Linked DNA regions of Mus musculus: regions 2, 3 and 4 are each linked to region 1. A link is a contact called in public HiChIP or PLAC-seq data. All regions are on one chromosome and are shown on one strand. The core of a region is the stretch at or near the end of the contact, and the rest is flanking DNA. Distances in the headings are between cores, read along the strand shown. Region 1 overlaps LOC105247329 (a long non-coding RNA gene). Region 2 overlaps Itpr2 (inositol 1,4,5-triphosphate receptor 2). Region 3 overlaps Itpr2 (inositol 1,4,5-triphosphate receptor 2). Region 4 overlaps Gm32838 (a long non-coding RNA gene).

The links. HiChIP or PLAC-seq counts read pairs in DNA pulled down with a chosen protein or histone mark.
Region 2: an HNF4G HiChIP or PLAC-seq map of pancreatic cancer cells shows a contact between it and region 1. The contact joins two enhancer-like sites. A contact is called at or near these places in 3 of 39 promoter capture datasets (the C10 cell line, cranial neural crest and frontonasal cranial neural crest), 1 of 15 datasets of contacts at CTCF or cohesin (large pre-B cells), 4 of 484 Hi-C or Micro-C datasets (the HL-1 cell line, bone marrow-derived macrophages, embryonic stem cells and 1 more), 1 of 115 datasets of contacts at active chromatin or transcription factors (pancreatic cancer cells) and 1 of 9 other capture datasets (embryonic stem cells).
Region 3: a FOXA1 HiChIP or PLAC-seq map of pancreatic cancer cells shows a contact between it and region 1. The contact joins two enhancer-like sites. A contact is called at or near these places in 2 of 39 promoter capture datasets (cranial neural crest and second pharyngeal arch cranial neural crest) and 1 of 115 datasets of contacts at active chromatin or transcription factors (pancreatic cancer cells).
Region 4: a contact with region 1 is called in an HNF4G HiChIP or PLAC-seq map of pancreatic cancer cells. The contact joins two enhancer-like sites.

Annotation. Positions count from the first base shown.
Region 1 is chr6:145,370,465-145,377,219 of GRCm38.p6, forward strand. It overlaps LOC105247329 (a long non-coding RNA gene), which reads right to left. Exons shown (of 4, transcript XR_001785414.2): 2 at 6,013-6,159; 3 at 4,452-4,646. Among named protein-coding and RNA genes, the nearest start is that of Gm38926, 25 kb to the left of the region's middle. Within about 2 kb of position 3,612, at least 93 of the 459 cell types and tissues checked have an H3K27ac peak or open chromatin away from gene starts, as enhancers often do. A contact at or near this core is called in the HL-1 cell line and pancreatic cancer cells, where this site is marked.
Region 2 is chr6:146,301,627-146,308,381 of GRCm38.p6, forward strand. All of the region lies in intron 34 of Itpr2 (inositol 1,4,5-triphosphate receptor 2), which reads right to left. Among named protein-coding and RNA genes, the nearest start is that of Gm35596, 85 kb to the left of the region's middle. Within about 2 kb of position 3,230, at least 8 of the 459 cell types and tissues checked have an H3K27ac peak or open chromatin away from gene starts, as enhancers often do. A contact at or near this core is called in the HL-1 cell line and pancreatic cancer cells, where this site is marked.
Region 3 is chr6:146,182,184-146,188,938 of GRCm38.p6, forward strand. Itpr2 (inositol 1,4,5-triphosphate receptor 2) reads right to left here. Exons shown (of 57, transcript NM_019923.4): 48 at 5,257-5,382. Gm35768 (a long non-coding RNA gene) reads left to right here. Exons shown (of 5, transcript XR_003956373.1): 4 at 357-442; 5 at 5,224-6,755. Among named protein-coding and RNA genes, the nearest start is that of Gm35707, 12 kb to the right of the region's middle. Within about 2 kb of position 3,573, at least 44 of the 459 cell types and tissues checked have an H3K27ac peak or open chromatin away from gene starts, as enhancers often do. A contact at or near this core is called in pancreatic cancer cells, where this site is marked.
Region 4 is chr6:146,007,180-146,013,934 of GRCm38.p6, forward strand. All of the region lies in intron 2 of Gm32838 (a long non-coding RNA gene), which reads left to right. Gm32914 (a long non-coding RNA gene) reads right to left here. Exons shown (of 4, transcript XR_869600.1): 1 at 5,967-6,755. Among named protein-coding and RNA genes, the nearest start is that of Gm32914, 3.5 kb to the right of the region's middle. Within about 2 kb of position 3,487, at least 102 of the 459 cell types and tissues checked have an H3K27ac peak or open chromatin away from gene starts, as enhancers often do. A contact at or near this core is called in pancreatic cancer cells, where this site is marked.

The DNA.
Region 1 (6,755 bases), core at 2,362-4,861:
TGTGCCAGGCCTAACACACGCCCTGTGACTGACTACTCGGTAAGTAAGCTTTCTGGAATGTACACACAGACCAGCTATGTTCCACCAACCCAAAGGCTAACATGTCACTATGTCACTAGGCAGCATCAAGGCCTGCAGCAGAGATTGCTCCTTTCTTGTAACCAACCTGCCTGCCTGAGCCCTCCATTTGGGCTTTGGGGTCACTGGACCGTTCTGTTTGTTCTTCCCAGCACATGGACTAAATCTCCTCACTGTTTGTCCCTATTGCTCCCTCTGACTGATGTGTTGTAGAGGTTCTACTATGTGGAAGATGGCACAGCCCGGGGTGTTGGGTTTATAAATGCTAAGTGGAGATTTTTCTGGATTCTAGCCAAGGACAAAAGTCAGAAGTGGTCACTTTGTACCTTTTCCCCCTACAACTGTCTGACTCAGTTTTTATCTCCTGCTCTTGTCACGCTTTTGGTCTGTCTGTTCCCTCTCTATCTGAGGTTACACAAAGCACCCAGGAACCACTTTGCAAGAAGGACATGTTCTGGACTGGTGGCTCTGCCTTCCTCTGAACCCTTTACTCTGCCTCAGACCCTTGCTGACTCTGAGCTATCTCACTCCTCTTCTGTGAGCCATCTCATTCTTCTCTGTGTGGAAGCACCAAGATCACCGTTCTACACCCGAGGTCAGCCTAGCTTCTAGAAGTCCCAGACACAGAGCACCCCTAGGTGAGGGCAATAGCTGCAGGGATGGCTGAGAGCTCACATCATGGTGGCAGGGATGGCTGAGAACTCACATCACAGAGGCAGGGACAGCTGAGAGCTTACATCATGGTGGCAGGGATGGCTGAGAGCTCACATCACGGAGGCAGGGATGGCTGAGAGCTCTCTTCTTGATCCATAAGTAGGAGGTAGAGACAGGCACACTGGGAATGGTATGAGTCTTTTGAGACCTCAAAGCCTGCCCCTAAGAGTGATACCCAGTCCTTCAACAATGATGCCATACTTCCTAATCCTTTCAAACAGTTGCACTAATTGGGGACCAAGTAACTATCTGAGTCTATGGGGCCATTCTCATTCAAACCACCACACCTAGCATCCTCTTGGCTCTCAGATTAAACCTCATCATACTGTTATAATTTTAAATTGCATTTTGTGTGTGTGTGTGTGTGTGCGTGTGCGTGTGCTTGGTTAGGGTTAGGGTTAGGGTTAGGGTTAGGGTTAGGGTTAGATGTGCCTAGGCTAGATGTGGAGATTAGAGGATAATTTGTGAGAGTCAGGTCTCTCTCCAGGGAACCCAGTCATCAGGCTTGGAAACAGGCCTTCCTTTATCTGGTGAGTCATCTTCCACTTTGAATATATTAACGCAGACCACATCAGATAGCATATGAAACCTATCATGGTCTCCCTGTTTTGCTATAGCCCATCTACCCGACTTCCCCACAATTTTGTTTGGTTAATGTATTGATTTATTACTATCTTTTGTTTCATGGCTATAAAAGTTCACTTTGGCTCAGAATATACTATCTTTCATTTATTTGGAACTGTACTTTTAGTCACACTAGACTTATAAAGTCTGATGAAGAATTCTAAGATAAAAATGCAATCGTGTAGCTAAGTCATAATGTCAGCATTCTTTTAAAAGAGTTTGAAATGACACATGCGTGTGTGTGTGTGTGAGAGAGAGGGAGAGAGAGAGAGAGAGAGAGAGAGAGAGAGAGAGAGAGAGAGAGAGAGAGAGAGAGAGAGAGAGAGAGAGAGAACTGACTACAGCTACCAGCAGAGGCCAGCAGAGGGTTAGAGGGTTATTCTCTTGGAGCTGGAGTTGATAGCAGCTGTGAGCCCTGTGAATGGGGCATGGCTGCTGGGAACCAAACTCTAGTTCTCCACAGGAGGAGGGCACACTTTTAGTAGGTGTGCCGGCTGCCTTTCCAGTCCCAGCTGTCAACAGCTTACTCTGTTGTTTTTAACCTGAATGATAAAGCTGAGTCCACTTCCTGTCTCTTCTCCTTCTTTCTCTTCTTCCTCTTCCCCAGAGTCAACACTGTATTGAGCTTGTTTATATTTCTTCTAACCCATAGCTTACAAGTCAATAATAAGTAGTTGTATTTTATGTACCTGGAAGTAGCATTATGCGTACCTGCCCTTCACTGCCCTAGCTACTTAACAGTTGCTGTGTGTAAGTCTGGTTCAGTTGCTTCAGTGACAATATTGCCTCCTCGAACATTCTACGCTGTGCTCATATGTTGCCCGTCAGTGGCAAATGAAGCTGCTTTTATTATTTATTTCTCCATATCTATTCAAAATATAATAAGCTAGTACTGGGGCTTAGATCTGGAAGGAGCTAAGTTGACACAACGTTTTGAAATGTCTTCGCATTCCCTACTTTTCTCTTAAATGTTTAACCTTGGCATGATCACATACCAGACACAGGAAGCCTGAGTGCAGACGACCAAGTGAAAGAGAGCATTTCAACATGGCTTCTCTCGGGCTCTCCACTCCTTCCCGCGCCGTTAGGTCAAGAGAAGCATCATCAGGTTCATCACTATTTCCAGGTGCTAGGAAAATTTTAAATGTTGCATTGAAATATGCATTTTTATAATACTTTCTTGGGCCCACATCACAAAATGTCAGCATAATAGAGATGTTTTAACAGCCCAGAAGTAGTGTTTTTCTCGCACACACAAGGCCCTGGGTTCAACCACTAAGAAAATAAAACCAACCAAAAAACAAGCACAGTGCTTGACTCTTTCCGTCCTTTGGATTTTGTTGTTTAACGCTGGTGTCGTTCCACCATTGCTGATTCTCATGGTGGAACAGCCCACTATCAACTCTCCTGTGCTTAAACGAATGTTCTCTACTCTGCAGAAAGCAAGTCTCAGGTGCAGAGAGGCACATCTGTATGTGTACATGTGCATACACACACACACACACACACACACACACACACTCTCTCTCTCTCTCTCTCACATACACACTCGTTCATACAGGCTCACATTCACACATACACACTCACATACACACACACTCATACAGTCACACATGCACACACACAGTCCCATATATACTCATACACACTCATGCACACTCACATAGACACACACCTCACATACACATACACTCACACAGTTATGCAGTCACACACACACTCACATATATACTCATACCACTCATACACACACAGTCACATACACACACTTACACTCACATACACATACACTCACACATATTCTCACACACAAACACACTCACATACTCTCGAGCATTCACACACTACTTGTCTGTATTGCTGCTCCAACAGGGATGGGAATGAGTCACAGTGATTGATTGGTTTATGGTGGTGATGAGTCACTAGGACCAAACATTCTTCAAAGCTCTTGGCTGATGAGAGATGACATTTTGGAAAATGGGAAGAAGACCATGGTGTCTTACTGTCTCCCCATGGAAGGTGTTTACCAGCTGCCTGGAGGGCTATTTTTATCCCTGCACATCCTGCTCATGAGGCTTCACACACCCACTCGCATGCCACCCCCACGACATGCAGATTCCTGTTATTCATCCTTCAAGTCCACACCAGGAAGCTTTTACTCAAGCATGACTGTGCAGGCTGTCACTGAGCACAGCGCTAGCTTCCATCCTCGGCGCTGCGGTCTCACACTTGGTGATTGATGTGTGCTAGGCACCAGGATTAGTGCTTTCATTTCTTGTTTTCTTTAATCCTCTAGACACCACCCAGGGCAGTGAGTGAGCTCACTGTGCGCTTAGACAGACAGAAAAGGACTCACAAGCCTCCTCATCCTCTCTACTCTGAGGTTCAGTGGGTCCAGATGGCCTCCAAGTATGGCCGAGTGGACCATGCAGGTAACCAGGCCCTGCATGATGCACCCACTCTCCTTGGTATGTTTTGTTTTGGGGTGTGTGTGTGTGTGTGTGTGTGTGTGTGTGTGTGTGTTGTTTGTTTGGATGATAGAGTCTCATTCTGTAAGCCATGCTGGCCTTGACTGGAGATCCTCCTGTCTTGGCCTCCCTACTACTGGAGTGACAGGTGTGGGCCACTAAGCCTCGATTGTCATGTTCAAACTCCTCCACTGTCCCCACACTCTCTTGCTTCCTGCCTTGCTGTCATGGTAACAGAGTGGTTACAGGTAAAGTTGACACCAGAGCAAAGACGTGGAGAGACAGACAGGTTCTAGAGATGCAGGTACCTCATGTTATGAGCAGTCCTTTAGTCTGGGAGCAAGAACTTGGTGACCTCTGGGCACTCCTCTGTGGTTTGTCAGAGTTTTAGAGGAACAGGGCAGGGAGAATGCATACACACACTGTGACTGTGTAAACATATATACACATACTTACATCCATGAGAATTCACCAGATTGACTGACTTGATAGGGCTGGATAGCCCAATGGCTGTCTCTACACTGCAGAGGCTAAGGACCCTAAGCTGGAGGCTTCAGCAGTACTCACCTGCTGTGGAGGGACTAGAAGTTTCCTGGAAGCTGCTTGTCTTTGACTTGTGTTGAAATGCTGAAGAAATGGGTCTGATGTCAGCAGAGGAGACACACTCTGGAGACCAGGTGGGCAGCCCACTGCATCTTGCTTCTGGCTAACAAGCGGTTCTCCTGTGGTAGCTACTGGATACTCTTGGCTCAACTTTTTCATCTGCAAAGTTAGAAAAATATGTTTTCTTAAATCATTGTGAAGACAAAAACATCCATATGGTGTGCTGAATATGCTAGAGGCAAATGCCCCCTCCCCCACTCTCTCATGTCCACCAACCCCCCTACTTGCTTATGCCCACCAAATGTCCCCTCCCCCACTCTCTCATGTCCACTAACATATTGTATCTCTTCCCATTTGTCTCTTTGAAAACACTTGAAGAGGCCAGTTAACTAAAATTTTTAAGCATTTAACTTTGTCATTTATTGGTGATATTTAAATACCCAGAGAATAACATGCACCTTGCAGCTAAGCCAGAGAAATAAATCAAGGCTGGTATGTACAAACCCCATGTAAATTCTCTGTGGGACAGGAGAGTTTTCGTTCACCACGGCTCTCAGGTCACAACCTTAGACCAACGTGGGGTTTATCACTCACGCTTCCCACAGATGGCTCTTATACAATCCCAAGACATACTTCCCTCCAAATTATTACATTGGCATAGCAGAAGATGAACTCAAGTCTGTAGGATCTCAATGGAAAGAACAAATCTCAGAGCCATGGGCTCTGTGTGTTTGGGAACTTGAGAGAACTTTGCTGGTATACAGGGCTCTTGTAGCCAGAATCTAACTCTGGCCTGGAAGAAGAGCATCCAGGCTTGCGACAGACCTTGCCTCTCAGTTTCTTACCTGCACCCTGACATCGAGTCATCAGGGTGTGCCAGCAATCATCTGTCAGACTTTCCTTGGAAGGCCCCTTTTGCAATGTCAGGCCTTGACCAGTGTTAAGTTCTGCCTTGACAGCTGGGAAACCTGGGGGAGCTCCGACTGGCCTAGCTGCAATCCCCCAGCACCCACCCTCCTGCTCTCACACAGAGCCCCCAGCTCCAGCAGACCTCTTCACTGAAAGGACCAGACCTAGCACATGCCTGTCTCTCAGGAGTTACTTAAGCAGAGCAGTCACATACATGGGTAAAGACTGGGCTCAGCTCCCCTTCTCCATACCACGAAGCCGGTCCTCCACAGTTCCCTGTTCCTGAGTCAAGCAGCCATATGGACCCCATAGAGGTGTGATGCATCCTTCCTCCTTGGGCTGTGGGTCCATATGGTAAATTGAGGCTGATCTCATCTGTCTAGCATTCACTTTTCCATGTTCATAAGCCCTCCCCTACAGGGAGGCTATGACCCTTGCACCTGTAGGGAGAGCAGGAGGAGCCATTTGATGCAGAGCTGGCCCACGGGTGCTGCCTAGCAACATCTTCGGGTCTAAGGGAGGAGTCGGGGGTACCACCTCTACAGTGATTCCATTGGAATACATTTAAACATTCCGTTTGAGTCTCCAGATCCTCAGACGTAAGTGCAGTCCTCACCCTTCATCAAGGAGACGTCTCTTTGCAACCGATGGAGACCTTTGCAGAAAACCACACTTATCAAATACAGGAAACAAGAGATCTTGTGGAGCCCAGTCGAAACAGGTATACCAGCAATAAAACTCGTGCATATCAGGGTTGGGGGTACTGCGGAAGAGAGGGGGACAGGCTGTGAGAGACAGGAATGCGGAGTGTGCCCTGAGAATGTCTCTTAGGGATGTCAGAAGCTAAGCCCATGAGAGCTCACGGCATTTTGCTAAACATAACTCACGTGGAATGAGAAAGCGAGCTGTCCTCTAACCTCTTCCGTGGGGTCCAGACACACACACACACACACACACACACACACACACACACACACACGCATAAATACACACACACCCAACCCCCCCATACACACACATGCATACATACACACACACACGCACGCACACACACGCACATGAACACACACACAAAAACACATGAACACACACACACACATACATACACACACCCACATACACACACGCACACACATACACACACATGAATACATAAACACACATGTACACGCATACACACATGCATACATACATACACACACGTACACACACAGGCATCCCACACATATTTTATCACTTTTAATTAAAATTCAATTAATTTCATGTATGTATCTGTGTGTGAGCCTTCTTGTCTGTGTATGCTCTGTGCAAGCAGTGCCCTTGGAGACCGAAAGGCTGCTTCAGGTTCCTCTGGAACTG
Region 2 (6,755 bases), core at 1,980-4,479, 930 kb after region 1:
ACTGTTCGAATATTTTTCTGTTCCCCAATTTGCGTGACCATTCCGACCTAGTGTCCTGCCTTAATATGAACTACACAATATGAACACCAGGTAAAATACGCAACTTTCCTGGCCTCAATGTAAACTGTGGCCTACGGTTAAAAACCATGACTTTGAAGCCACAAAAGATTAACCCTGCAACCAAGGGAGACACCAGGGGCACACAGAACAGTGAGCCAACACTTTAAGGGCTAGAAGTGCAGCTCACGGTAGGACACATGCCCATCACACATGAAGTGTTTGGTTCACTTCTCAGCAAAACAAGACAACAGCAAACAAATTAAATTTAAAAAAAAAAACCTCTACAAACATAGCCTGAGGCAGATTCTCTGCTCTGTCAATACAGATATTAGTTTGAAATCAAAATGAAAAGTGCTGAGTTGGTTGGTTAAAAGGCACCAGGGGTGGGGGTCAGAAAGGAACCCTGAGATTAGGAAAAGCATTTGTTTTGCCTCATGCACAGGAGCACTGACTGGGAAAACAATGTTTTCAAGTCAGCACTGTGATCCAAACCAAGTTAAATTCCATCAAGCTGGAACAATCTGGGCTCTGTGGTATATGCAGTATATACAGAGCAGGGTAAATCCCCATGGTTAACAACAACACTCAGCTAATGAGCCTGCTATGCCCAGTCATTCCTCATGCCTGCCACATGTAATACGGGTCATATTAAATTTCCTACAAAGACGTGTTCCTTTTTCGTCCCTAAGTTAGAACAACTGCCTTGTTAAGAATGTGTCACCAGAGGACAGACATCCAAGTCCCTAACAAATGAGTGGGAAAGAGGCCAATGCCCAGGCACTTTGCTTTGGGGGACCTTTGCCTAGAGAAGATGACTTCTCAGAAATGAGCCACCTTTATTCACGGGTATTTTTATTACAAGGCTAACCTCCTAATTAGGCTTATAAATCCTAAAATTTTCCTGGATATGACAAGTCTCTTCAGGGGCTTTAGGATGTAATCTGAATCTATTTCTAATTATAATTCATTAAAAATTGTGTGTTCTGTGAACGTTTTTAACTAGCTGGAGTCACTGATGGTATCTGCCAGACCGAACCTTCTGAAAACACATACAGCTCTGTGAGAGGTGCCATGGAAAAGTGCTTAGATATACACACTGACAGGTATGGGGAGAGGCAGCAGGGAGAGGAGCATTAATTAGAAAATGTGCTTGGGTGTCAGCCCATCAGAACCAGAACAGCTGGAGCTGGAGGAGGAAGACGTGGGCGGGAGCTGCACCTGCTCTCCAGCGCAAAGTCCTCAGAATAAATCCGCACACAGGATTCATGCCTGTGTGCGTGCATGTGAGTGAGTGTGTGTGAGTGTGTGTGTGTGCGCCTGCCTGTGTGTGTCTCTGTATATGTGTGTGTGGCTGTGTGTGTGTGTAGCTATGTGTGCCTCTGTGTGTGTGTGCCTCTGTGTGTATGTGTGCCTGTGTGTGTGTGTGTGTGTGTGTGTGTGTGTGTGTGTGTCTGTGTGTGCCTCTTGTGTATGTGTGGCTGTGTGTGTTTGTGTGGCTGTGTGCACCTCTGTGTTTTCAATGTTCTTCCTATTTAAAATCTCTACTGGGTTGGGGAAATAGCTCAGACAGTGGAGCACTCACTGTGTGTGTGTAGCTGTGTGTGTGTGTGTGTGTGTGTGTGTATGTAGCTGTGTGTGCCTCTGTTTGTATGTGTGTGTGTGTGTGCCTTTGTGTGTGTGTGTGCCTGTGTGTGCCTCTGTGTGTGTGTATGTGTGTGTGTGTGTGTGTGTGTGTGCAAGGGTGCATGTGTGTGCACATGCCTGTATGGAGACCAAACGACAACTTTGCCTGTATTTACTGACCCCACCTCTCTCACTAGCCTGGAATTGGGCCAGTAAGCCCCAGGGATCCTCCTATCTCTGCCTTGACAGGACTGGAATTAGAGGCACATGGCACAATGTCAAGGCTCTTCATATGGCTGTACAGATTGAGCTCAGGTCCCCTTGTGGGTGCTCCACTGACTGAGCTATTTCCCCAACCCAGTAGAGATTTTAAATAGGAAGAACATTGAAAGCACGGATACATGCTGCCTGTGTGACACTCCAACTCTACCACATGGATGCTCCTGCAATCCTCTACCTGAACAAAGCACCTGCTTCTTACGGTCACCCAAGAACAGGAGAGGAAGGCCTGACTAGTCATCTGGAAAGATAACACTGAGTCCATGCCACACAACCTGTAAGTAAGTGTATACTAGATGTCTCGAAGTCAGACTCCCCTACCCTCCCATTCTCTTGTTCCCTCCACCTCTCCCTCCCATCTCTTCCCCTTTCTTTATCTCACTCTCTGTGACCAGGAGGAACTCACAGTCTTTATGGCCCCAGTCTGCTGAGTGCAGAGGTTGCAGACATGGGCCACCACACTTACTTCCACAGAGCTCAAGGCTTTTAACAGTAACACCAGAAAGATACGGAAAAACCAAAACTATGAAAATCCTCTGAGGATGGAACAACACCGCAGAACGACAGACGCTATTCTGAAAATGGAATTGAACTTTAAAAAGAAATCAGTTTGGGCTAACGGCTTAGTAAAACGCATGCTTCATAGGGCGAGTAGCCGAGCTCCACAGTCCAGAACAAGCCAAGCGTGACAGCGTGCACTTGAAACCCAGCACTAGGGACACAGATGGAGAACCCAGGACTCACTAACCTACTTGGAAGATCCCAGACCCATGGAGAACCTCTCTAAAAGAAGGGTTGCCCTAAACACAACTGCACACACAGGAATGTGTGCAAACACCGACACAAACTAAGAAGCCCTGTTATTATTACCTACATTATAACACATTCTATATAACATATAGTATATAATATAATGTGCAATATGTGAATATGTATTCCTTATGCTAAAAAAATAAATTATTTCAAAGAAAATGTAAGAAAACTAGCTACCAAATAGTCAAAGAGCTCACTTCTTACTATGTAACGGTTGAACTCAAATTACCGGATATGACCTTTCATAGCAAAGGAAATACTGGTGGCTCAATCATATGGAAAAGTTCTTTTCCTCACACATGGCAGAGAAAAAGTGCATTAAAACTCTAGCAATATTTTTAAGATCAACAAACTCCAAACACAATGCTAAGGAGAAAGGCGTTCTCTGGCGTTGCTGGTGTGCTAACAACATCACAGGACAGCATTCGTCATGACTCAGAAGGTCCACTCCTAGCTGTTTACTTTCTTCCTTCACGTTAGAGATGACTGCAAACATTAGATGTTTAAAAATAGAGTGAGGTTGGTTATGGTCACACAAAAGAATGCAGAACCACGGGGATGTGTGTGCATTTGTTTCCCTGCATCGAGCTGCAAATATCACAGGCTGGAAGCCTTCTGCCATGTGCTTACAGGAATGGGTGAACTGAGGAACAATGTCTAACCAGGCACATCTACAGATCCCTGTCGCCTTAACCTTCCTCAGCACCCAGCAAGCGCTTACTGCTCACAGGGAGGGAAGGGCTGAGTGAGTAGGTCTGCTGTCTTCTTACCACGTATGTATCCAGTGCATACATGATGAAGATTTTGGATGACAGACAGGCTGAGCTAATGGTACTTTGAAAATACTTTAGAAACAGGTGTTTCACACATGCAAACTACACTTGATATTTGCATTTATAAGAAATGTGTTTACCACTTCACAAATGCATCAAAAGGCTTTATAACTATATGTCTGCCCAGGCTGTGCCATGTTTTACATATATATTATTCTCTATTCCCTTAAACATTATATTCTTAAATGTCTGAGCTGTGCCAAATCTCAGTGTTGCTGTGTATTTTTAAAGAAAGCCAAAGCCAAAATGATTGTGTATCTGAGCTGTAAAGTTTCACACGGGTCCCCGCAATGGCTGAACTTCATGGGAAGCCACACTTGTAGACTGCCTGATGTCTCAGGACACCTGACCTAATCAGAAGGATGTATTGACTGGGTTCAGAAACAGGCCAGTTTCCAAGAGAGATGGAGCCAACCCTGCCATGCTGTGGATGTCTCTCTGCTTTCCCGTTATACAGAAAGGAACTTTCAAATAGCTGGCCAGCTCAGTGTCCCGCCTCTGCCCTCCTCAGCCCCTTTCTGTCTGTGAAACCCCAACCTTCACTAGGTCATAGGAAGTTATTCTGTTTTATACTGTGTGTGGAGTGGGGGGTGTGAGGTGCCTAACCCTAGAATCACACACAAGTTAATTTGATCTTTAAACACAAATCTGTTGTCATATTGCCTTTTGAAACTAGCCAAGGCAATGTCTCCCGAGTCCACAGACTATGATAAATCAATGTGCACCCATTCAATGGTTACCATCACATTGTTAGCAAGATTTAGAAACACCTAGCAGTGCTCTTGGATGTATCCATGAGGGTGTTTCCAGAGACATTTGACCAAGGAAGGAAGAACCACCCTGCCTAAGGTGGCTCTGGCCCAACAGCTGGGGTCTCCACCTGAATAAAAACGAATGAGCTAAGCACCAGCATTCATGGCTCCCTGCTTCCTGTCTGTGGGTGCAAGGGAACAACCACCTCGGGCTCCTGTGGTCACAGCTAGACACATGTCACCACACTGTTCCCACCACAGTGGACTGTGTCTGTGAAACATCAGCCAAAGACATTCAGGGAGGGCTTCCTCCTTAAGTCATTTTGTAGAAATATTTATCTCAGTGACGAGAGAGTAACAAATACATTTATTATCCTGTTTATCAGAAACAAATTTCCAGGCCCTGATGACAAAAAAGTCAAAGTCCCTGCTTTCAGAGTCTCCATTTTGAACAAGAAGCAATCAGTAAAGAAGTGAGAAACAAGAGATTTCAAATAGAAGAAATCTTATGATATGAAGATAGGTTTACAGATGATTGAACTATATGACTGAATATGAACTATGAAGATATATACTGATATCACATGATGTAATATGGTATGCAATGATGGTGTGACATGATGTGATGATATGATAATATGGAAATATATGAATCTATGATATGATATGAAGATATGGTATGATTATAAGGCATGATGTGATATATGATGAGTGTGTGATATGAAATGATATGATATGCATATAGATGATATATATGGGCGATAATATAACATGGCATGATGATACATGTTACATGATGAAGCTATTACATAATTGAAGTTGTGATGGCATGGTATAATGGGATGTAATATGATAATATGACATGATGATATATAATATTGTGTGATGATATTTATGATTATATATATATAGATTTTATATGTGGCATGATGATAATAATATGGTGACATATGGTGATATATGTGATGGTATGTGATATATGATATAATATAATGTGATATTATAATAATATGAAATAGTATAATATATAGTAATATAATATGACATGATGCTATGATATGACATGATGATACAGGACAGAATAGGATAGTATACAATCTAATGAGGTGATACATGATGATACATATCAAAATATAGTGTGATATTATACAACAATATGAAATAGTATATGACATGATATATATGATGATATAATATGACATGATATATAAAACAATGAAGATATCATATATTATTAAATGATATGCTATAATGTGATATTATAAATAAATATGATATATAAATGAAATTATATATGATAATGCTGTAATGTAATACATGATGACATGATATGACAGGATGATGTATGATATGATGTGATGATATCGTTCTGTGATAATATGACCATGTCATGGAATATGATATTATATGGCATCATCTTTCCATGAGAGTCTTTTTTAAGATTCATTTTGTTTTTTAACTATAGTTTGTGTGTGTGCATGTCTGGGTTTGTATATGTGAGTACAGTGCCCATGGGGGCCAGATGAGGACATCTGATTCCCTGAAGCTGGAGTGACAAGCTGTTGAGAGCCATCAGATGTGGGTGCAGGTATAATACCCAGGTGCAAGAGCAGTGCACACTCTTAACTGCTGAGCCCTCTCTCCAGCATCTATGAGTGTCTACTTGACAGTTGTATCCTAGCTATTGTTTCTCGAACCTAATGAGATAAGAGCCATGCTTGTGATGGCATGAGCTGGGATCAAATAAAAACCACAAGGAAAGTATAAGCCGCAAGGAAAAGAGCCCACTGTGAGGGTGACAGAAAGAATCCACTCTCATGAAGAAACTTTAACAGAAATATTTTTGTTGTTTTTTGAGATATAGTTTCATGTAGTTCATAATATATAATCTAGCAGACCTTAAACTCCTGATCTTCCTGCCTCTGCCTCCCAAATGATGGGACTTCAGCTGTGTACCTCCACAGAGAGTGACTGTAGCACGAGACAGAAGGGACCAACTGGAAGAGGAAGATGACAGCCAGCCTTGTGTAGATAAAGCTGAGACACTGTGCCAAAGCCTAGCTCCCTGTCGTCTTCTCAGCTGCGGATCTGGATAGAACTGGTCTATAACTTCTGATCACATGTATTCTTTTAGCATACAAAAAGGAACTAAGCTTTTCTTCAAAACCATTCAGCTTTGGCTAGTACAGAAAATGAGATCTTAAAGATATACTACTTAGGCCAGTGTAGTTTCGGTGATTATTTATGCCCATGGCTCCAGTATCTTGCCATGAAATAACTGATCTGGGTACACTGTGAGCACCTCCAAGTTCATGTTTACATGATGAGCACCGGGGAAGTCCCCAGCCTCCCTTAATTCATGCATCTTTCATTAAATATGTACAAGTGAAGTTCC
Region 3 (6,755 bases), core at 2,323-4,822, 810 kb after region 1:
GATGACACGGGCAGGAGGAAAACACCAAGCTAGAGATTTCTCCACAGCTTCCTGTGCCAAAACTTCAACAACGATGCTTGCTCTGTCATCCACATCTATTTTTACCATAACACTGACTTCTGACACAAAACCCACTGAGGGCTTTCATAAGCAAGGCTTTGGGGTTAACATCAAAACCCTGGATGAACCCATACATATCCTTTGATGAATTTTGTATTCACTGAGGACCAATGCATCTAAAAATTACAAAGATTCTGTCAGACAGTTGTAACTACCCCAAACAATACATGAACAATATTAAGTTAGGTGTGCTTTGAAACCCTGGCTCTGTAACAATGCTTTTTATTGTGGTTTAGGTATGATTTGACTGCTTTCCCAAAGGCTCCCAGATGTCAAGCTTGGACCTGGAGAAATACTGCAGAGGCAATGGAATCTTTAAGAGGTGATTGATGCATTACAGCAGGGAACTCAGATTACAGACTACTGCCTTTGGAAGGGATTGGTGTTGGCATAGCAGGCACCAGACACTCCCTTGAGAGCATGTTGCAAAGTGTGGCTCCCCTGCCCATATAACCCCTCCACCCACAGCCACATCCCTTTCTGCTTCTCCATCAAGTTGTGATATAACCAAGGAGGGTCCCCACCTGGAGTGAAGAGACAGGGATAGCTGATCATAGACTTCCCATATCCAGAGCAGGGAACTAAATAGACATTTGACTCATGAAATACACAGTGTCAGGTATCTTGTTAGAGCAATATTTTTGTTATTGTGGCAGCTTCAAATAAACAGGAGTTAAAAGAAGGTTGTGTGGCTGTAGACATGGCTCAGAATTAAGAACACTTGCTGCTAGCTCTTCCAGAAGACTCTGGTTCAATTCCCAGCAATGGTGGCTCACAACTGTGTGTGACTCTAAACCTAGGGAATCCAATACCCTCTTCTAGCCTCCACAGGCACCAGGTATGCACATGGTGTATAGACATTCACACAGGCAAAACACCTGCACAAAGAAAGAAAGAAAGAAAGAAAGAAAGAAAGAAAGAAAGAAAGAAAGAAAGAGGAAGGAAGGAAGGAAGGAAGGAAGGAAGGAAGGAAGGAAGGAAGATAATTTTTAAAATATTGGAAAGAGAGAGTTCATCTTCTTCCTCATCAAAATAGGTTACTGACTTACATTTGACACTGGTTTATGGGTACTCTACCTAGCAAAAGCAAGCCATCTGCCTTGACTCCGCAGCTTTCCATGAGGAATACAGAGAGTTTCTTTAGCATTCCAGTGTTTGTGATGACTCTCGGGTCTCCATTAAAACACAAAATCTACAAATGTGTGGGGCAGCCCTACCCTGACACACTGTGTTTTGCAACAATCAATCAATACTTGTTTATCAAGTAGACAAAATATGCTCTGGGGACTTCATAGTGAACAAGTGGCTAAATATTTATTAACACTCAGGTTGTGCAGCTATACCTGGCTTTCTACAGGAGATCTGGGCATCCAAACTCTGTGAGCCATCAGGTTAGTTCCAATCTGATGAGTCATGCTTTGGGGAAACAGATAAACAAACAACAACAACACAACCTCTCCTCCTCCTCCTCCAACAACAACAACAAACAACAACATAACCTCTTTGTCACTCTAGAGACAGGTCTAACATTTTTCAAAGCTAGTCTCAGTGGAGTGTGGTAACTCATGCCTGTATCTAAACACATGGCAAGCTGAAGCAGGAGGATTGCTCTGAGTTCAACACCAGGCTGAGCTACAAAGTGAATTTTAGGCCAACCTGGGTTACTCAGTGAAACCCTGTCTCTCAAACAAACAAGTAACTGTAATAAAAAGCAAAAGCAATATAAATCACTAAAGCCAATCCTTAGCCATCAGGTGGGAATCTTTTTCTTTAATGTTTTGCATATTTCTATTAATTTCACATAATAAGCATATCTTATATTTACTGGGATGATGTCTTTAGAAATTCCTCTATACTTTTGAAGATCTCAGAAGTAAGAAGTTGGTCCTTTATAAAAGAAAATTCAATGTCAGTCATCTTGGAACTCAGCTTGGTCTCATGATGATTTGTCTGTGGCTTCCTGTCCAGCATGGCTGCTTCTTACTCTAGGCTCTCCCCAACCCTCTGCTTCCTGGGCAGGCTCATTAGACTCCTGCTTCCTACACCCAGGTCCAGATCAAGTCAACATCCATCCATAAATCCACTGGTCATCATTGGTCTTGCGTCTTTCTCATCTCTTGGTCCTTTAACTAGACCTTGAGATCTCTGAGGTAAAACAGCTTTACTAATCTTAGGGTCTCTCAGCCTAGCATTATGCCGACTGCACAGTGGTACCCAACAACACTTGTGAAACTGAGGGAGTTGAAATCACCTTGAAGAACCTTATTTTCCTCAGCAAACATGCTTGTGAGGAAGAAGTACATTCAAAATGTGGGGAGGAAAGAAGAACTCCCTCTAGGTTTAAAAATCTTGTTTATCTTGGGATTAAAAAAAAAAAAAACACTGACTACTTTGCCAGGACAATTCAGTTGGCATGGCCGGAACCATCCCTAGCATAAACAAATTCCACAGAAGCCTAGCAGTTAAAGCTCCAGTAGACGTGGATGGTGTCTCTCAGGGTGGTCATCTGAGCAACATCTCCCCTGAAACATCTTCCTTGAGTCACTGCACACCATCCTCATGATTGAAGGATGTTGTTCTCCAACATGGTAACCCACGTGTGTACGAGACAGTTGAGCCTGAGTTGCTTCCGAGAGCATGGTTGACACCTCACCATTCACTATGTCTGGAGGAGGAAAGCAACCTGCCTCTGCTGGCCCCTTGCCATGATGGCTCGGTGACTCTGAAGCAGATTGTAGTAGGGGTGGACAGTACAGCCCACGTTAACAGACGTCTGTCTGACCTGAATTTGCTGGGTGCTTTCACGATTGCCTTCCCTGGGTATCACTCACGATTGTTGAGTGGTTTCTCTGTTTTACAGTTACTCCTCTCCCCATTGTTACTGCTTAAGAATATCACGGGCAGATTCTTAAAGTACAACGCTCTTGTGTTTTTTCTTCATAGTCACCCCTTGTTTTGAGCATTCATTGAGTATTATGACTAGCCAAACGGTGACATACAATTTCTATCACTCTTCAACTTTCTTAACTGGGACAGTAGCAAAAAGAACATCATCTTTTCCCTATTCATACAGACCCCAGGTTGGTTTTATTCTATGCTTTATAGTATACGACTGTCGATCTTTTTTTTTTCAAAACGTTCTCAGATCTGTCTGCTGAAGTCCTTTCCAGTTGGAGCCTATCGTGTTGTCTGCCCCCATCACTCCAAGGCACTTACTAGGAGAACTTTGATTTACATTCGCCCTGTCTTTACACAGTTTTGAATTAAGCCTAAAGAACAGGTGCTTAGCCTGTTTGAAAAACTCCAGCATCAAGAACTGTCACCAGCACACAGCAGTTTTCTTCTGCACAATGTGGCCACGCATATCTGCCCACTCTGCCCATATATGCAGTGTGTGGTCAAGACTTAGAGGTTGTGGTGACTTTGATCAAGACTTTAACCTTAGTCATAAAGTTGTCATGAGCTGACTCACACAGACTGTAGTCATGTGACTCAGACTCATCATGGGGTTTTATGGTGCCCTATGTGTATGCTCTGCCTTCCCTAAGAAGCACCCACACTCTGGCATCCTAGGACTGAGCCTCCATCTTGCTACTATTATTGACTCAAAAATCTTTTTCAAGAGTGATGTTTACACTTGTTCCCAGTAACCAGGCTCTACATGGCCTAGGGATCTGTGTCTTCCAGCCTCATGTTTGTTATATCTGCTTCTTTTAGGGGCTGAAGGTCTTCACTGGGTTTTCATGGCTCTGTATGTCAAATGAAAGGTTGATATTAGATGATGTCCAGGTCTGTCTCCATCTTAAAGACTGTATTTCTCTTTACTGGGGCTCTGCCATGTAACCTCAGTGGTCTGAGCACAGGAGATAGTAACTGATCATTTTGTGATGGGTTCTTACCCTCAAGATCTGTGATCCTCTGTACTAAGAGCTCATCACCAAAGTAAGACCAGATCAAGGGGAGAGAAAGGCATCCCCACTTCTGCCCACATGATGGATGCATGCATTCGTTGCCGTTCTCCTGCTATGCAGTGACTTGCCTGCTCTACTGTTCACAATTCCCCCATCCCTGCTGTGCACTCAGAAACACAACAAGCTCAACTATGCCAGCTCAAACTGCAGCTAAGATGAAGGCTTTGATGCCCATGGGATCTGACAAAGACTGGAAAACGGTCAGTTGTTCTTGGGCTCCCATCTCTCCTCATTGTCTCCAGTTCCTCTGAGATTTGCTTACATAGCTGTTGCTGTTATGGTACCATCTCTCATGTCTCCCTCAGGATGGCAGTGACAGTATTCACCTTCTAACAACCACTCTTGGTCCAACAGTCAGGAACTGCTAATGCTCTGCTGACAGCATCTCACCAACCCTATGTGCCCCAGGGTCACTCCAAAGCTATTATTTGCTTATTTCTCTCATGTTTGCCTCCCACCCATTCTTCTACCCATTCCAAAGTTACTCTCCAGGTTGTACCTCATACCTGTAACAGATTGTTCTCAAGCAATTTGCTAAACCTGAACAATATTCAAAAACCCCACCCAATTCTTATGGAATTTCATGCTTCACTTCAAATTCCTGTCTTTGCTTTTGTAAAAGCTCATGCACTACCAGATTAATGATACCAATTTCATAGTCAATATCCTTCATTGTCCACCATTTCAGTATATTGTAGGCTGTGTGTTTCTAAGGATGAGATTATTAGTGTTATAAATGTACAGTATTATAGAATCAAAACATGTATTTTGTGGGTATGCTTACTACAAAACACCCAGACAAGACAGAAAGTAAAATATAATTGTGATCCTTTCATCAAAATACTTGCGCATCAGGCTCTCACTTACATAACTGCGATAACGCAGAATAAAGTATGTTTGATCACTCTAATTATGTGGAAGCAACATAATCCCCCCAGTAGTTACACATTCATGAAATTTCTGTAAAACAACATTTCTACTGGCCACGGTTTTCAGTCTACTCTACTTACTACCTCTACACTCTCAATGAATACAGAAAAAATATTCATTGAGAACTAAGCTTCTTTGTTTTGAAGCTCTAGAGACTTAAGGAATGCAATTTGAGAATTTTTTTGTGATTTTTTTTCCCCAGGCATCCATCTTTTGCAGAAAGACAAGCACTTGCCTTCATCACCGTCATCCCCGAATGGGTAGAAGAGAGCCACAGCCAGGTTGATGAACACAGCCAGGTTGAAGGAGATGCTCCCCCAGAGTGAGATGTGCCTGGAGAACCAGAACAGGGCGGGGTTGTCTAGGAAGCAACAAGAACAGGGGTGAGAATGGCCAGTATATGCTGCCGTCAACACAGGAGCCCTGCCGAGCTAACAGTATGGGCAATGCGATTGTGACTGGTCACAGAAGTGCGTCTGAAGAAACCGTGACTTACTTAGAAAGCATATTATAAGACCAGATGGTAAAGGCATTTTTCTTAGTTCCTTTTTTATCCTTCAAGAGTGTGAGCAAAGGTGATTCTACAGTAAATCCCTAGATTCTGGACCATGCAAATTAGGGGAACGTGGCAAATGGTTCACGGGCCCCACTCACTGGAGGACTGATAATACTGATGGGTAGGATGGTCTTATCCTCACGATGTAATTTCATAAAAGCCAGGAGGGCAGACTCAGGTATATATCTACTGGAAAGACTTTTACAGGTGCAGTTACCTGGAAACCGCAGTCTCAGCACTGCAGCTCAGCATGCATGGGAACCAGAGAGACATAATGGTTTCCCAGGCCTGCAGTCTCAGCATCCACTGAGAGGCTGAGGCAGAAGGATGCCTACAAGTTTGATAGCAACATGGGAGTCTGAGGCCAGCCTCGGTTATGCAGTGAGACCCCACTTTTTAAAAATGCTATAGTATTATCTACACTTTTAATTTGAATGTTTCTAATTATGTTCTGGTTTTGAAGCCACGGGAGAAAAGTCCACAGTAAGAAGTCAATAATTTGCTGAGTATTTCCAGAAAGGGAAAATGCCTGTCATCAGAAAGGAGTTAATAAATGTATCTACCAGTATTTAACAGAAACTCAGTTCTTTCCACATCTAAATAGCTGTGGAAATTTGTAATGCAAGTGGTTTAGAGGAGCTACATTATCAGCCTACATTGGACGCTTTGTGGCTCCTTTGGGTCTTGTCTACCATTCATCTTGTAATGTCTTGACATAGGATTGAAATACAGAATGGGATGGACATGGTGGTGTTTGTTCATAACCCTAGCATTTGGGAGGTGGAAGCGGGAAGACCAGTAGCTGAAGGTCAGCCTAAGCTACAGAGTGAGTTTGAAGCCACCCTGGGCTACATGAAACCCTATTTCAAACGAAACAACCTAAAAGACGAAAATGCTAGAGTTTGGGGCTGGAGAGATGGCTCAGCAGTTAGGACATGCACTGTTTTTGCAGAGGGCCCAGCTCAGTTCCCGGCACCCACATCAAGTAGGTGACCATTGCTGTAACTCCAAATCCAGGGCATATGACACCTTTCAGCCTTTGCAGGTACTATACGCATGTGTAAAAGACCACAATAAGCAAAGGCACATACACATAATTAAAAATCATAATTAAAAATTTAAAGACAAAATATCAGAGTCAGTAGGGTGAGGTTTATGACAGGGAAAATCGTGTACTT
Region 4 (6,755 bases), core at 2,237-4,736, 640 kb after region 1:
GACAGAGAGAGACAGAGAGAGAGAGAGAGACAGAGACAGAGAGAGAGAGACAGAGAAAGAGAGGGAGAGAGAGCACTTCCTTAGCTCCCTCTTAGGAAAGAGCCCTTGATCTTCCTGAATGGAATTAGCAACATGGAGATGGATAAGTGCATCTCCATCTGCCATAGAGTGGCCTCACAGTGCACTTCCTTCAACCTGAGAGAAGGACGGGGTTCTCTGTTTTCTAGAAGGCCAGCCGTCTAATGCTGGTATCTTTCATCCGGCCACGCTCTGTATGATGGCCAGAAGGATTGTGCCACACACAGCACCAGAAAAGCAAGTTGTCCTAGGCAAGGCCTACCACCTGGGCACCCCCACTGCCATAAACCATGGAAGCAGCCGATTCACAGACCCCAAGTCTCATGAATTTGACTGACAACTTTCCTTGCCAAGTCAGATATATCTTTTCCTTAAGGTATATTACTCTAAAAGAGATTTTAAAAATATTCTATTAAAATCAGATGTCTTATTTCCTTCACCTCCTTCTGGCGTGTGGCAAAAGAGGCTGATTAGAAGTTGGGAGGCCGCATGCTCTGACGCCATGCTCCCAGTAAAGGTCTCAGGCTACTCATGAATCTCCCTGTACCGCAGCTCACTTACACGCACTCAGTAATCAAAACAATTTAGAGTAAGTCACACTCTCCTTCTCCTCTTGTGAGGAGCTTGTGAGGTTCGAGTGCATATTATCACTAATGGAGAGGTTTGTTTCATCTGTAAAATGTTCGGGGCGTCTGGCAGATGCTGCTGTGGGAGGCGTGACGAATTGCTGCTAAGATCATCACTCTCATGTCCGTGGTAGAGAGCACCCGGGCAGCAAGAGAGCAGGCCAGAAGTCCCCCAGAAGTTCTCCGTGTCTCCATGGATACACGAGTCCCTAAATAAACTGTGGTGTTGAGGAACATAGATGGGAATAGAAACACAACATAAATTGAGCTCCCACCTCCAAGGGCAAAGTCAAACTAACAAAAAAATTACCTTCTGCTGACCATGCCTGGACCATCCCTGCCGGGAGACAAAAACACGGGGCTTCCTTTCCATGCTAGCAGGGTTGCAGTGGTGGGTCTAGGCTCCCTGGCTTACCTCCTGCTTAAAGGGAATTCATTCTGGAATCACGTCAGGGATAGTACATTTACCAAGCGTGTTGTGGACAGGACAGTGTCTCTGTGAGTCCAGATCCATATGTAAAACCTTGAACTCCCACATGGCAATATTTGAAGCCCTTAAAAGAGGGCTCTAAGGCTAAACGAGATTGATAAGGAGGTTTCTAATCCAGTTCGGCTGGTCTCCATGGATCTGGGCACACAGCCAAGCAGCATGGTGTTGAGAGGTTGCTTTCTGCATACCACCCCTGGTGGTGGATCTCACTCTCTGGCTGTGGGCTTCCACAGTGGGAAAATACGTTTCTATTGTTGGAAGTACCCGTTGGGAGGATTCATCATAGCAGCCCTAGCTGGCTAACACAGGAGTGAGTGTTCTTCAAGCCACAGGACAGCTAGGGGTTACTGATGGGAACTGAGTCACTTCTGATAGGTGGGGTGGAAAAGGGAGGGAAAGTGACAGTCCCTGGGCCATCTCCAGCTGCCAGCTCTGTTTGGAGGCGGAGAGCAGGGGTAGCAGATGGGAGTGTGGTGAGTGCCTTCTGCAGGTGAGTCACAGGGTATCTGGGCACACAACCCACTATCAGCAAGCACACAGCCATCTTCCAGCCTCTACTTACCATGAGAGCCATGTGAGGCCAGGTGAAGGCATGCCAGACTCACAGCATGTCTATTGTCTTTGCCCTCTGAGGCCTTTGCTCTCTCTCCCTCTGTGGGCTTCTGAAGTTTTTATAGCCATAGTCACCATCAAAGGGTGCTGGCTGGGGGCTTATTTCACTTCTGCTAGTTCCCCATCTCTGCCTCTTTGGGGTGATATGACTTCATGCCTTTTCTATGCATACTCATTATAAGGATTTTCCCATTTGCAAGACACTTAGAACCTTTTCCCGGTGAGGCTTGGGACCCCTGCCTTGTAGTTCAAGGACTCTGAGATGGCATAGAAGCCTGGCCACTTGGGTTGTCTGCAGTGTTGTTGGGCATACTCCTGGCTGTCCTTTCTGTTCACAGCAGCACTCCTTGGTCAGGATGCTTGCCCTGGAAACCTCTCAGGTGCCAACTAGGAACCCTCCCTTCTGCTCTGAGAGGCTGGTGCTTTCAGCATGCCTTGGGGAGGGCAGTGGCTGTCATCTCCCATGGGATGCCTGAGGGCTCTGTGGGTCCTTATCCTTTTCCTTCTCCATTCTCCTCCCAGTAAAGAAAACAGGGTTCTCTCACTATTCCCTCTCTTTGTTTTGTTTATTTTGCTTTATTTCATTCCTTCAAAGGTGGTTTTTAGTTGTGGATAAAATGTAATGTCAACAACAGTTTACCAAAGCTTATGCCTGCCTGCACCTCCCGCTGTTCCCTCTCTGCTCGGCTGGGCACCGCAGCTGCAGGAGACTGGACCCGCTTCCCAGCTCCCAGCATGGGACACGGACACACACACACACACACACACACACACACACACACACGCTCCAAAGCACAAGGAGGAGCGTTGACCTCTTAGGAGATGTCCCCAGAGCCAAAGAGACAGTCGTGGAGTATTATTTCTGTCTCTTCTCACCTTCATCTCTCACCTGTTCCGAACCAGCCATTTGGAATGAGCAGGCTAAAACAGAAATCAACGATTTGTATTATTTTATGCTAGACTATCATTAAGACAGAAGCTTGCTTGCCACCCCAAGGAACTGAGGGTATCAAGCACAAGGCAGTGAACGTTTTTAGAACTATAGCTCCTGTATGGTCACATGGCTTTTTATACTCAGATTTCAGAGAAACGGGCGACATTTCCCACACACACAGGCCAACATCCCGATTCAGCCAGCCACAGAGCACTGCAGGGTGGATGCGTTCCAGTTCACTGGGGTTTGGAACAGCAGCTCTCATCCCCGGAGAAGGGATTCTCTGTGGAGGCTGAACTAGCAGTGTTCAAGCGTGGCTTGTGGCTGGCACGTAGGCCATCGGGGATCATCTGTGCTCCATCCTGCCAGACCAGGGCAATCCTGGGGAGGGCAGGGATTTACTGCCCACACGGGAGCAACAAGAAGCCATTTCTCTCACTCAGCTTCTCGGGCTCCTTTTGTCTGCAAGGACTGCCATTGCCCCAACCAGTTCAGTATCTAACTTATCATGTCTGCATTCTTCCCTAGCAGTCCAGGCCTGTCTGCTACCAGGAACAGGTGCCAAATCGGAGTATGGAATTTTCCCGGCAGGCCTCAGGGACTGCCTGCTGCCAAGGCAACTGTGGTTGGGTCGGGAATACTATCAAACCACAGATCTGGAAAAGGAAGGCCAGGCCACCCTTTCGGCTTGAGTCAGCTCAGGTACAGGCTGTCCCTTGAGGAAAGGCTCCCCTATGCCAAACACAGACAAGGACTGCAAACAAGGTTGGTTCCCACTGGGCAGCTTCCCAGAACTAGGCCAATTCAGGCCCTGTAAGGACAAAGGAGAGAGGCTTTTCTGGGAAGGCCACAGCAGGCTCTGCCCAGTAGGAGCAGCAAAAGCCACATCATTTCTAGGGAAGCCCCAGACACCTGTGTTAATGAGTGTCTGAGGTGAGATGGAGACCTTTGTGGGTGCCAGGAAGAAAAAGAAGCAGAGCTGTGTTGTGTATAGATGTAGTCCTGGAATCAGGACAGCAAGAACAAAGCCAGTGACATCCCAGAGCTGAGGTCAGAAGTCCAAGCTGCTGTGGCCCAGTGTATCGCAAGCACGAGGACCCAAGTTCAGTCTCCCAGAACTCACGTTGAAAAGCTGGGTGTGGTGGCACACACTTGTAATCCCAGAGATGCGGAGGCAGAAGGAGGTGGATCCCTGGGGCTCACTCTCCAGCTAGCCCAGCCTAACCAGTGGACTCAGACTCATGAGAGCCCCAATCTCAAACAATAGCAACAGCAAGTAAAAGCCCTAAGGTGCGCAGCACCTGGGAAATGCCAGCTGAGTTCTGATTCAATGCAGGTGTACAAATGCGTGGTCATTTCTATACAGTGCATGGTTACACATGGCCCACACATGCATGGTCACCCCCTCCCTCCATATATGTATATGTACATCCCTATACAGTGTACTCCCTCTCCCCCTTTCCTCCCCTGCCTCTGTTTGTCTCCCAGCCAAATAGGTAGACATGGAGAAGCAAGTGTTTTGTTTTTTTTTTTCTTTTCTGTGGTGTATATGATATATGTACATGAGTGTGTAGGTTCGTGTACCCTGTGCACCATCAGGTGTCTTCCTCTATTGCTCTTAACCTTATCCCCTTAAGATAGAGTCTCTCACTGGACCAGAAGACCATATTTTTAGCTAGGCTGACTGGCCAGCGGCCAGCAAGCTCTCAGAGTTGACCCATCTCCACCTTTCTGATACCAGTGCTACAAGGCACAGTGCAGTCACATCCAGATCCTCACAAGGGTGCTGCGATTTGAACTCACGTCACTGTGCTTGAAGAGCAAGTGCTCTTACCCACTGAGCCACCATCTCCAAGCCCAGGAGAAGAAGCAAGTTCTTTGGAGCCTGTCAGGAACAGGTCGACACTGCCAGCATTACCCACTAGGGCTCAAGTCTTCTTATCCTGTGGAAGGAGCCCCACCCACAGCCAATATGGTGGGCAGCACAACTGGACAGGTGGGAGACTTGTAACTAGCTTTCTTTTCTCTTCCTGGGCCCTGAGAACTTGGCTGTGATTCTAAGACCACTTCCAAGGTGGTGAGGCCATTGAGGGGCCATCAGCTTGGGAACAGGAAGGTCCACCAACCCCTGCTGTGGCTTTGATTGTTAGAGGTGTTACTTAGCCTGGCTTCACACTCTCTTCTGATGCTTTTCCTCATTTTTTTTTTTTTTGTACATTTCTTTAATAGGATTAAGAGGTTTCTGACTTAAAGCCTAAAATTGCTCTTAGGATGAAAGGCAGATTCTGTGGCTGTACGGGCAGCACGGTGTCAAACCCCCTTCTGCTGGCAATGATGAGGTTTCCTCTCTAGTCACCACGGAAAGGTAGAGGACGATGTACCTGGCCAATAACTTTTGCGCTATTCTTTGGTGTTATTTTATTTCCCTAATGGATAAAAGTGTTGATCCTTTTTCTTTTTTTCTTCAAATGTCTCTCTTTGGTTTATATGCCTCCTTCTGAGAGCTGTTAGTCTGTTTACTGGTGGGAATATTTGGAGGTTTGGGGTTCTTTATACGCCTAGGGATGAGCCTCTTGTCAGACACACAGTCGGCAAGGAATGTTCTCTGTGTCTAGCTGTCTGGACACTCCCCGTTATTTCCTTTCCTGTGCAGAGGGTTTTGAATTTCATGCAACCCCACATGTCAGTTTTGTGTGGCCTGAGTCATTTTCGGAAAGCTGGAATGGCTGCCCTGTACCTTCCTCTGGCGGTTTCAGAGTTTAGGGTCTTCCAGCGAGTGCTGTGCAGAACAAGAGACGTGGATCTGGCTTTCTACCCTTTGAAGGACCTGGCCTTTTTGTTTTGGGGTTTTTGTTTGTATGTTTTTAAACACCTTTGTCGTTTTGAGGCAGGGTGTCAGCCAGCAGCTCAGGTGACTGTGACCTTGTGTCAGAACCCTTCCTTTGATCATCTGACTCTACTTCCCCAGTGCTGGGATACAGGTCATGACCACTCCCAGATATGACTTTTTTTTTCAGTTTTTTTAATTAATTATTTTATTTATTTATATCCCAAATGCTGCCCTGCTCCCAGTCTCTGCTTGCAGAGTTTTTCCCTCTCTCCCTCCCTTTTCACCTCTGAAAGAGTGACCCTTCTCTCAGTGGGAGAGGATGTGCCCAATCTTGTAAAAACTTGCTTTTTTTTTTTTTCATAGAAAAATTTAAAGGCTCTAAGAGACCAGGCTCACCTGTCACTTGTGGCTCTGGCTGTGAGGCTGAGACTCCATCAGAAGAGGTATAAACATTTCCATATGTCTGATGAAAAGATTCCTGGCCTATAGAAAAATGGAAACAGAGAAATTATTGGCCTGTGTGTTCGAGGGTTCCTTCATGGCCACACATGTACATGGGAAATCTGGCTACTGCAAACAGAAAACAGAAAGGGCAGAATTTTTGGGTCTAAAAAAAACACTTGACAGGGACACTTATGGAGAAGATATTTTCAGAGAACATTTGAAATTTTAAAAAGCTGACTAAAGGCATAGGTGAAGCTAAGTAAAACACAGGTGCTGGCTTTTATCACTTAATTCAACAAGAATTCTTGATTTGAGGTCAAAGAGAAGGAGCTAGGAGTCTACTTCCTGCCCAGATAGCATTGATAAACTAGATTTAGATCTGGGGCCCATTGGCCTATGATGCTGAAACTTTAGCTTCATGACCATATGTGGTCCCCATTTCACGAGTGCGTGAAGCATGTGGTCAGTGAGAGACGATACTTTCAACTCAAGACAGTGGGACAAGAAAACCTGTCACGTAACTCTGAGTAAACAGGGTATGCCAAGTAGAAACCTGGAAGGAAAACAGGGAAAGCTGTTAGGGTTTGCTGTACAGAGCTCATGCTCATAGGTTCAAATCCTCAGTTCCCATTTGGTGGTGCTGCTACTGGAGGGTGTTAGCCTTTAGGAGGTGGGACCTCACAGGTCACAGCCCCCAACCCTGTCAGCATCACTCTATACTTCCTAGTTCTTGAGATATGA